3 separate regions of the Mus musculus genome follow, and regions 2 and 3 are each linked to region 1. A link is a contact called in public Hi-C and HiChIP or PLAC-seq data. All regions are on one chromosome and are shown on one strand. The core of a region is the stretch at or near the end of the contact, and the rest is flanking DNA. Distances in the headings are between cores, read along the strand shown. Region 1 has its middle 29 kb from the start of Gm36372. Region 2 has its middle 58 kb from the start of Lpin1. Region 3 has its middle 30 kb from the start of Mir6387.

Region 1 (3,291 bases), core at 646-3,145:
GTCCTGTAAGGGCTTTGTTGTGTCGTCATATCCCCAATGGCATGGTGAGGTAAGGCTAGTGTGTTCACTCAATTTTATAAAGCCACAAATACTATTAGGAGGTCCCACTCTGAGGCCCTCAATCCTAATCACTGCCTGGTGTCCCAATGGCAAATACCATTCAATATATAAATCTGGGCAGTAAGTCTTCAAAACATGAAATTTCAGGGACTAAAATCCTTCCTTTTACTTAGATCATGACAGCTCTTAATTTGTCCTCCTGCTCTGATGAGAAAGTTGCTTTGAACATTAGAGCTATTTTTAAGAGAACATGTTTTTATTGCTGTGGAATGAACAAACTATGGATTCTGTGTGACATTCTAATGTCTCCTCTGGGAAGTGACTATCTTAGACAAACATGACCAGTGGTAAGTACTCAGAAAAACCCTAGTGCAGTCATCATTCGGAACATTGCTGGTAAGACACTTGAGAGGGGATTCATGTTGTATCGCTTGCCTGCATTGGAAAATATGAGGAAGGTAATTTTCCCACTGTGTACAATAGAAATACTACTTAAGAATAATTACAGAAAAAACATTTTGCATCTGATACTGATTTCTAAGCAAATAGAGGTAGAAATGGGTTCACATTTGTGGAGAAAGTGAGTGTGGGAAATAGGGAAGGTTGTGTTTACCATATGCCAAAGAGAGGATGGTGCCCACTGCCTTACCTGGATGGTAGTCTGAGTTCAGGGAGATCAGAGGAGGGCACAGAGAGTGTTCACGTTTTTAGAGCTCTGGATGCTAGTGACTGTCTGTCTGTCTATCTATCTATCCATCCATGATCAATCATCTGCCTATAATCTATCTGTCTGTCATCTATCGTTTACCTACATGATCTCCCCCACCACGGTTCCTTCATTGCTGTTATTTCTTGTTTTTTGTTGTTCTTGCTCCTCCTCCTTTCCTCTCAATTACTTTTATCTTTATTTTTTCCCAATTCAACAGACTGAAGGCACAGATAGCACGGGTCACTTAGTACCTTGTAACTACTGGGACAAGGACTGTGGCAAGAAAGATCCCCCTCTCTCTTACAAACACACACACACACAAATAATATTTTCCTACTATCTATTCTGATCATGATTTCAGCTCTCTTGTTTCCTCTTAGATCTTTTCAACCTCCTTGCCCACCTAACTCCACAACTTCCTTCTCTCTCTCTTTTTAGAGAACAAATAGACCAATAAAAAACAAGGATAAAACCAAGAAAACAGTAAATAAGAGTGCGTGGTGCTACTTCTGCACAGGACCCAAGTTCTTCTATAAGCACCCTCATTGGGCAGGCCAGAATACATTGTTACACTAGGGATCTGCCTCTTTTGGTACTCATAACATATACCCTGCCCCTCCCCACAATTAATGAAATTTTTCAAACATAAAAGCAGAAGGTTAGGTACTCATTGTGAGACCCTATATCAAATTGTGCTTTGGGCAGGCTCTTGGCCCTGTGGCATCTGAGCTTGGAAAAGGATGGGTCTGGATGGATGGGAAAGATGAAGGGTAGAAAGGAGACTCATCAGTAGAGAAATGGGGACTGATAACATATAAGGCAAAAGAAGTACATGGAATCTAGGCAGTAACCAGGTAGATAAAGCATAGTTGGGAAGAAAAACTTGGAATCAAGACAGGAGGGAAAAATGAGACACCAGGTCGTTGAAGGAGGATGGTCCCCAAATGTTAGTGTCTATCACATGGTGAGCGTGAACTGCCCTAGACAGCTGGCTCTACTCGGGCAAGAGTGCCACTCATTTCTACCAGCAAAAGGCCAGTTTTGTCTTTTATCATCAGTACGGTTCTCTGGCTGGTGTATCTGACACCATGATAATTGTACATAAACACAGCCAGGACACTGATGTTACTAAGGTGACCACTGACTGCTCAGCTGGACTTTGTGCTGAAGCCCTGGATCCTTATGAATTCATAGGAACTGTAGATACTTGTTGGACAGCAGCCAGCACTTCAGAACTAACTCAAAGGCAAATGAATTGAAAGAATTCCACCTGCGTTTTGTCGGAGAGTCTTAAAATTATCCCTAATTAGCAGCAATCATTCTTCTTTTTTGAGGATGTGCATTCCTGGTTTAGCGAAGCCAGCTTCTCCTCCGTGAGAGAGAGTCATTGAAATGCAAGCAGTGTGCTGGATATCTGTGCCTCCTGCTCTGAAAGGAACCTCTCAGTTCCCGGGTGACCCTGTGCTAATGAGTCTCTGGCTGGTGAGTCATCTTCTAGCCAAGCCAGAGATATTATCAGTTTCATTAGAGTCCCTCCAGTCACCTCAGCTTGGCCTGAAGCTTCACAAGAAGGCCATTAGATCGACATTGACAGGACACACTCACCAGCCCACCCCACCCGAATCATTTAGTATTTGCAAACACGCCAGGCATTTGCTATGAAAATGCACTGTTCTGCATGCAAACACCCGTTGATCAGTTTCACTGGAAACGAGAGCATTGCATACTTGCTTGAGTGGAGATGCCACCAGAACAGATGTCTCTGCAAAGGCTATTTTAGAATGACCCCGACTGAGTCTCTTTTTTCTGCAGAGAAATAGTAGCCACCGTTTTAATGATTCCTTCCAGCTTGGAACTCTGCTAGGAGCAATCTCATTCATTCCCAGTCAGGTTGTTGGCTGCACAGCCCCAGGCAGGCTCTATGATGCTTGTTTGGATATGTTCTTACTGTTGGGGCTGCTCCCAGCTGAAAGCCTGAATGGTGTGAACACATGTGGGGAACAACATATGTCTCCCTTGCCAATCACCTAGATGAGACTCAGCCTCTCTCTTTCTTTAGTCAGCCAAGGAAGATTTCTGTTGGACCAAACAGATCCCTGGAACACAGCATCTAAGGCCCAAGACACAATTCTTCAGCTATTGGAAGGATTAGGTGTCTCCGTCTCTGGCTTTCTGGAACTCTTGGTTATAGAGATTTGGAGCAATGGCATACTCTGCATTGACTAGGTCATTCTTTTCTGGTCTCCACAGGGGACAAAGCAGAGGGAGGACCACAAACTGGTTCTGCAGACAGGCATGCAAGAGGCATTGTAAGGCTGGAGATGTGAGTTGTTTTAGGAGTAACACTTACTTGATTTAAAGATGGGTTCTATGTTTTCCAGAACATTCTCTCTTGCCTTCATGTTTATCATTGACTTGTCTCAGGCTGAATGGCAGGATGGGAACAATGGATCAAGTGATTTCCTTTGTGGTTTGCATGACAACATTGGCTTGTTTGTGTAGAGTGTACTTTCCTGTCATAC
Region 2 (3,302 bases), core at 433-2,932, 270 kb before region 1:
ATCTTCGCAGCATCAGTGTCTCCGACAGACTCATGAGGATAGCCTGAAACACTATAGTCAAGGATGACTTTGAATTAGATCATTACTGCCACCCCACCCCCACCCCCAGTGCTGGGATTGCACGCATGTGCCACAATGAGTGTCTTTTATTTGGTACTGGGAATTGAACCAGGGCTTCATGCATGCTAGGCAAGTCCATGCTCTACACCCCAGGATAGACTTTACATTTGTAACCTCTCTTTTTATCCTGTAGCACCAAAGAGGATAATTGCTATCACTTGTGGTACAGCCAGGCTTGGTCCCCAAAGGGAAGCAGAGTCTGACCAGAGAAGCTGATCCTGGAAGTCAGTGAAAGCCGGTGGCCACAGGGGGGCACAGTTGGTTCTTGTTTGACCGAATAGCCTTTCAAAACAGCCTCTGCTTTGACAAAGGCCTTTCCCTGTGGTCCCAGGCTTGGAGACCAGCCAGGTTGTGGGTTGGATTTGTGTGGAGGCAGGGGAGTTTCTTCAGGGGACTGTTTCAGTGCGGATGTCCCTTGGATGAGCTCAATCCGAGGCCCAAATCTTTAAGTGAGCTTTGGAGGCCAGTCTGTTGAGATTTAAAATCTGTTCTTTGTGGCCCTGGAGGTTCTGGGAGTTTGTCCTGGGAGTTTGTTAAAAATAAAATTGTTTAGGACCTTATCCTAGACCTACCGACCCTAGCAGTGGGTGTGGGCCTCCGAGAATAGTTTAATAAGTCCTATGGGGTTCGGATGCACTCACATGTTGTGGACCATTGCAGCCCAGGCCCGGGCTCACGTCTGTCATCTGGCCAGCTCAGGAATGCTGTAATGCTATCAGCCTAGGACTCACATCAGCTCCACCCCACTTGCTCAAACCGGGAGAAGCTGCTACAAAGACCACCTCACCTCTTTGTATTAAAGGATCTTGGAGACCGAGCCACAGGTGCTTGCTTAAGTCACAAGGTGTCCTTCTGACCCTGTGGAAGCATCCAGTCAGATCTGCCTTCCTGGGGAATCTCAGATGGGAGCCACAGGCCTGGGAGACAGCAGGTCTGGCAGCCTGGGCAGAGTGAGAACGCAGGGAACAGGGTAGAGGTGGATGTGCCCAGATTTCTAATGGTCTCGTCCTCCCCGAAATGTTTGGGAGCCTCGAGGAGCCTGTCCCGATGCCAGCTATCTGTTCATTGGTGCAGGAAGTCCATTCAGCCTGCATTACTTTTAATGCATTTTGCAAGCAAGTGGCCTCTTCCTGTGACTCACTCCGCCTTTTGTGCACCGGAGGTTGTGGTTGGAAGTTTCACTTCGGAAAGTAACCACCAGTGCCTCCGATTTCTCCCGAGGCTGGAACCCCAACAAGTCACATGCATTTTGTAACAAAGAAGTGTAAATGGAGGTGCAGCCAGTCACGTTTCTGCTCTGTAAAAACATCCTTTTCTGAGATGGTCTGCAGAGCCAAGCTGAGAAGAAATGGGTTATATTTTCATTTCAGGACTTTGTGCTTTCTTTCCAGAATGTTCTTTGTCATCTTGATCCATTTTTCAGGATTATCTAAAAACAAAAAACAAACAAAAAAACAACAAAAAAAACCCCCCAAATCAAACCAACCCCCCAGCATTAGCTGATTGGGTGATCCATCCCTTAGCTGACTGAAAGTGACTCAGATCTGGACTGAAGTTTGGGTTCTGTCTACCAGGCAGCATGGAAATAATGATGGTAATAGGATTGGTTGAATAACAACGTGTATTTCATCAGGCTCTTCCCCAGTGGCCAATTCACGGGCTCTCTATACATTTATTTCTTCGGATAAGCCAGCAAAGGCTAAGCGGGCAAATTCTACAGGGCAGTTTTCTCAAGTTTAAAGACTCATCTTCAAAATGTTGTGGAGCTGAACCAAGTTATCACCACCCCTGTTAGTTGTAAAGCGATTTATGTGTATGAGTATTTTGACTGCTTGTATGTAAGTACCATGAGTGTGCCTGGTGCCTGTGGATGCCAGGAGAGGGGACTGGATGCCCCTGGAACTGGAGTCACGTGTGATTTTGAGTGATCCAATGTGACTGCTGGGAATCAAGCTTAGGTCCTCTGAAGCGTGTATGTGTACACACACACACACACACACACACACACACACACACACACACACACACATATATATATGTATATGCAGCCCAAAATGTTACTGTTATTTTGAGCTGTAACATGCTATGTGACTGAGGACAGCCTTGACTTTTGGATCTTCCTGCTTGCCACCACCTCCATTACAGGCATACAGCAGTGCTGGAAATTGAACTAAGGGCCTCACTCATGGTAGCCAACTACTCTAGCCAGCCAACGTGTTTTTCTGCTTTAATTCTTTTTGTGCACAACCCTAGTCTCTTCAGCATTAGTAAAGCCCAAATGCACTTAGAACTAAGTGCAGCTAAAGCCGTAGTCAGAGTTCCAGTTAGCATTAGTACTTACTACATTCTGGAAAGCTGATGTGGGCTTGAGAAACGGTACATTTGGATTTAGAAGAGATGCCTTTGATGTTTCACTTCTCACCTTGATTCTTTCAACTTCTGTGCAGGGAGGACAGTCATCGTCATTAAACACTGACCTTTTAAGAGTGAGGATGAGCAGTTATTCCATGTTTATGTGAGTGTCTTGCTGTTGGTGAAGTTATGATTTATTTTCTGTCTGGTGCTGGGGAAGGAACCCAGGGCCTTGTGCATATGAGACGAGTGCCTCAAATCCTGACCTTCCTGTTGAACTAGCTTCTATCTGAGGTTGACATGGGACTTTTAAATATCTCCTTTGACCGCCCAAGATGGGTAATTCCTCCTCTCTCTGATACCTTGAAGATGAGAGAGGGGCTTCCTGCTTACTCTAAAGTTAACCTGAATGGTCGACTTGACACAGCCCAGAGTCATCTGAGAGGAGAGCTCCAGCTGAGAAATTGCCCAGAACAGATTGGCTTGTGAGCATGACTGTGGGGGATTGTCCTGATTATTCACCGATGCAGAAGGACCCAGTTCTTTGTGGGTAGCTCTATCCCTGGGCCTGGGTTGTAGACCAAGTTGGCCTTGAACTCCCAGAGATCTGCCTGTTTCTGCCTCCTGAGTGTTGGGATTAAAGGTGTGTACCACCATGCCTGGATGAGGCCCTTTCTTTCATTAAATAAACAAACAAACAAGCAAGCAAGCAAGCAAGCAAACAAACAAACAAACAAACAAACCAAAGGAAATCTAGCTGAGTATGAGTCCAAGTGAGCCAGAGAGCTAGCCAGGAAGCATCGATCCTGGTGTCTGCTTCAAGTTCTTGC
Region 3 (3,145 bases), core at 45-2,544, 490 kb after region 1:
TTTTGTGTGGCTCTTGCTGTTGAGTTTGCTGAGTGCAGTATCTCTGCCTTGAGTTCTGTGCAAATGAGAAAGGTCCATTGAAGGACAGTTGGTAAGGCTCCATCTCAGCTCAGAGATTGTGAACTATTCGTTAAATTATATATTTTTATCAATTTATTTATTTATTCATTCAGTTTACATCCCAATATCAGCCCCCACCCATCCTCCCAGTCCTCCATACACACAGCTCATCCCTGCTCCCCTTCTCCTTTGAGAACTTTTAATGGAACTTTGTCCTCTAGGGCCCACTTTCCTAATGGGTCCTAGGTATACTACAGTAACTCACTGGCAGCAAAACTCACAGTTTACATGGTCTGCACCATAGCATTTTGAGAGAATAGTCTTATTGTGAAACAAAATCAAACAAATCCTGTTTGTTTTCTCATATAAACCAAAGAAGAACAAATACCTCTAGATAGAATCTCAGTTGTGAAAGGTTCAGGTTTTAGCTTTATGTGCCTAGCAGCCAAATGAACACACTGAAACCCTGACCAAGAAATGATGTTAGGAGAGGGATTTCAATGGGAAACTCCAGACTCTGGAAGATTCCTAACCCTTCCACCATAAAAAGCAACAAAATAGAGGAAGATGCTTCCAGGTTTGGACTCTGGATCTATTTCCTTGAAGTTGAATATTAGGCAAGATACTTTTCTATGTTTCAGTTCTATATCCTTTCACTTATGGATATTGTCTACCTCATGTGCTTATGCTGATGTATGTTCATGGGATAGGCAAGAGATGTGACAGCTATTGTTATTTCTGTCCATTGTCCAAATTCTAGGAACCTTTGGGACAGATATTTGCTTAAAGCAGTGAAAAGGAAGCATAATTACAAAATGACCACAGTTGACTTTACAGTCTCTCTGGGGGACATTTGGAAAGGAGGCTTTTGTTTCTTGTACTCAGTGGGATGTTCTGCAGCAAAATGCAAAGGGTGTGCTGGGATGGGTAAGGACAGGGCAAGGGCTGGAGCCGACCTCAGGTGTCCCTGTACAAAACAGCCAAGCCGCTCAGGAGAGATCATAAGAGAACATGGCTTGCCAAGAAGTGTTGCCATGTTATTGTAGAGGATTCATCTGCTTAGCATTAAGCTCCCCTTGTTTAAACCTCAGAGGTTTTGGACTCTGTCGGGTGTGAAAATTTTTTTCTGTTTAGAAAGAGTTCCGCTCATTATTTTAGCAGACTGCACATGGGGAGAACTTGTTTATCTGCTAAGTGAGTCATCAATATCCTGCTCTATATGAGCCATGGAATGATAGACTTGGACGGGCTCTCAGTCTCACCCAGCTCAACCCCTTCATCACCAGCGGGGAGATGGATAGCCAAGAAGAGAGGGATTTAATAGAGCTGGGTCTGATGAACAGCTCTCCTAATTCCAATCTTATATAGATTCTACTAAATGAGAAAGTCAATTACAGAATATTGAAGGAACAAGAGGCAAAGGGAGCCAGGCTACCTATTATAAGTATTCCTCTTAGTAACTCTGGAAATTGGTTTTAAGAAAAGAAGCACGGTACTTAGTTGGGAAGACACCAAGAAAATTGCTTCATCATTCACAAAGCATCTGTGCATTTACATGCAGCTACTGTGATAAGGAAAAGATCAAGGAAAATCAGACAGATGAAGTAGATACCCACTTTGTCCTAACTGAGTCTTCAGTAGGGTCCGCAGATGGTTTTGTAACTGCTTCTTTAAATACTAGGGTCCTACAGAAATGTCTCAAGTTCTAATTTGAGGATATAGAAGGGATCAAGCTTGGTTTACTTTCTCCAAGCCTGCCTCCCTGTCAATCACAATAGTCCTGTTTTGCCTCTACATAGAGATTGCATGTAAGATTTTCTTTGCAGACAAGACCTTGTTGGACTTTCTTGCATTGTTCAGGAGATGCTCAGCTGTAAGCACAAAAACCTCAGATACCATTAATACAAGCAATAAAATGTACTGGACAATTTTGGATTAGTCTAGCTTTGGTCTCTTTTATGAAGAAAGGGCCAATTCTTTATCACCAAGTAAGTAAGTATATGCAAATGCAGGACTTAAATAAACATGACTTGATTTTCTCTCTCTTCTTTTTTCTCTTCCATTCATCCTTTTGCTGATACTCACATGCCATTAGTAATGATAATCAGCTTTTAGTTGCTGACAGTTTTAGATTTACACAGCCTTCCAGAAGCATTTTGTGCCCTTATGTCTATATAGCAATTCCACATAAAACTATTGTCATTTCCTCTTGGCTCCTTCCTTGTCACTGCACAAATCATAGCAGATAAGGGTATCGTCACACTCTTACTGTCAAGTTAGTGTTCTAGTGTCAACTCCTGAGGGGAAGGACAGAGCATGTTGATTGACAGTCTTAGTATGATTACAGAGAATGACAGATTAGTATTCTAGAAAGAGAACATGAGCATACACATGCAGATGAGAAGACCACATAGTCTGTACATACTTTCTCCTTAAATTGATGGACATGGATTACCTGATAACTACCATGGTTTGACCATGGATTCTTTTCCTTGAAATTTATATGAAACTTAATCCCCATTATGAGAGATTAAGAGAGGGTATCAGTTAGGATATGCAAAAGGCCATGAGGATGCTGTTCGAATGAATGGACTTAGTGGATTGATGGTTAGTGGGTGGTGATCTTAAGAGTGTGTCTGCTCTCAAAATCAGTTTGGGTAAGTCTCTAGCACACTCCTTGTCTCTCACCAGGTGATGCCTGAGACTACCTCAGAACTGACAACTGAAAGACTGTCTCCACATATATCCCTTTTACCTTGAACAAGAATCGTGATCCCAAATAAATAATTTTTCATGAAAATTTTACCCAATAGCATTTAGAGAACCAATTAATGCTCAACTGAGTGTCATATTTCTGGAGTGGAAGCAATCCAAGACTCAGTTTATGATGTCCTGTGTTTATATCACTTCCCTGTCAGCTCATCTCAGAATATTGCAGTGATCACTTCATTTTTGCCTTTTTTTTTATCCCTTTGGGATTAGAAATTGGAGTTTGAACATTCCTGTTGTATTTTGAGCTGTCTAAAGTGATTTTTGCAATTATCCCAAATTGAAACACATATGTACAGAGAGTTGAATATTATTA

Evidence for each region. A called contact is a pair of places that touch in the nucleus more often than the background predicts. HiChIP or PLAC-seq counts read pairs in DNA pulled down with a chosen protein or histone mark.
Region 2: a contact with region 1 is called in a Hi-C map of the N1E-115 cell line, with 3 times the contacts expected there. The contact joins two enhancer-like sites. A contact is called at or near these places in 1 of 15 datasets of contacts at CTCF or cohesin (large pre-B cells), 2 of 484 Hi-C or Micro-C datasets (the N1E-115 cell line and adipose-derived mesenchymal stem cells) and 8 of 115 datasets of contacts at active chromatin or transcription factors (CD8 T cells, acute myeloid leukemia, astrocytes and 4 more).
Region 3: a contact with region 1 is called in an H3K27ac HiChIP or PLAC-seq map of VIP interneurons, with 15 times the contacts expected there. The contact joins two enhancer-like sites. A contact is called at or near these places in 1 of 484 Hi-C or Micro-C datasets (bone marrow-derived macrophages) and 1 of 115 datasets of contacts at active chromatin or transcription factors (VIP interneurons).

The regions. Positions count from the first base shown.
Region 1 is chr12:16,260,120-16,263,410 of GRCm38.p6, reverse strand. No RefSeq gene overlaps it. Among named protein-coding and RNA genes, the nearest start is that of Gm36372, 29 kb to the right of the region's middle. Within about 2 kb of position 1,895, at least 36 of the 459 cell types and tissues checked have an H3K27ac peak or open chromatin away from gene starts, as enhancers often do. A contact at or near this core is called in the N1E-115 cell line, VIP interneurons and oligodendrocyte precursor cells, where this site is marked.
Region 2 is chr12:16,530,556-16,533,857 of GRCm38.p6, reverse strand. No RefSeq gene overlaps it. Among named protein-coding and RNA genes, the nearest start is that of Lpin1, 58 kb to the left of the region's middle. Within about 2 kb of position 1,682, at least 209 of the 459 cell types and tissues checked have an H3K27ac peak or open chromatin away from gene starts, as enhancers often do. A contact at or near this core is called in the N1E-115 cell line and oligodendrocyte precursor cells, where this site is marked.
Region 3 is chr12:15,769,905-15,773,049 of GRCm38.p6, reverse strand. No RefSeq gene overlaps it. Among named protein-coding and RNA genes, the nearest start is that of Mir6387, 30 kb to the left of the region's middle. Within about 2 kb of position 1,294, at least 14 of the 459 cell types and tissues checked have an H3K27ac peak or open chromatin away from gene starts, as enhancers often do. A contact at or near this core is called in VIP interneurons, where this site is marked.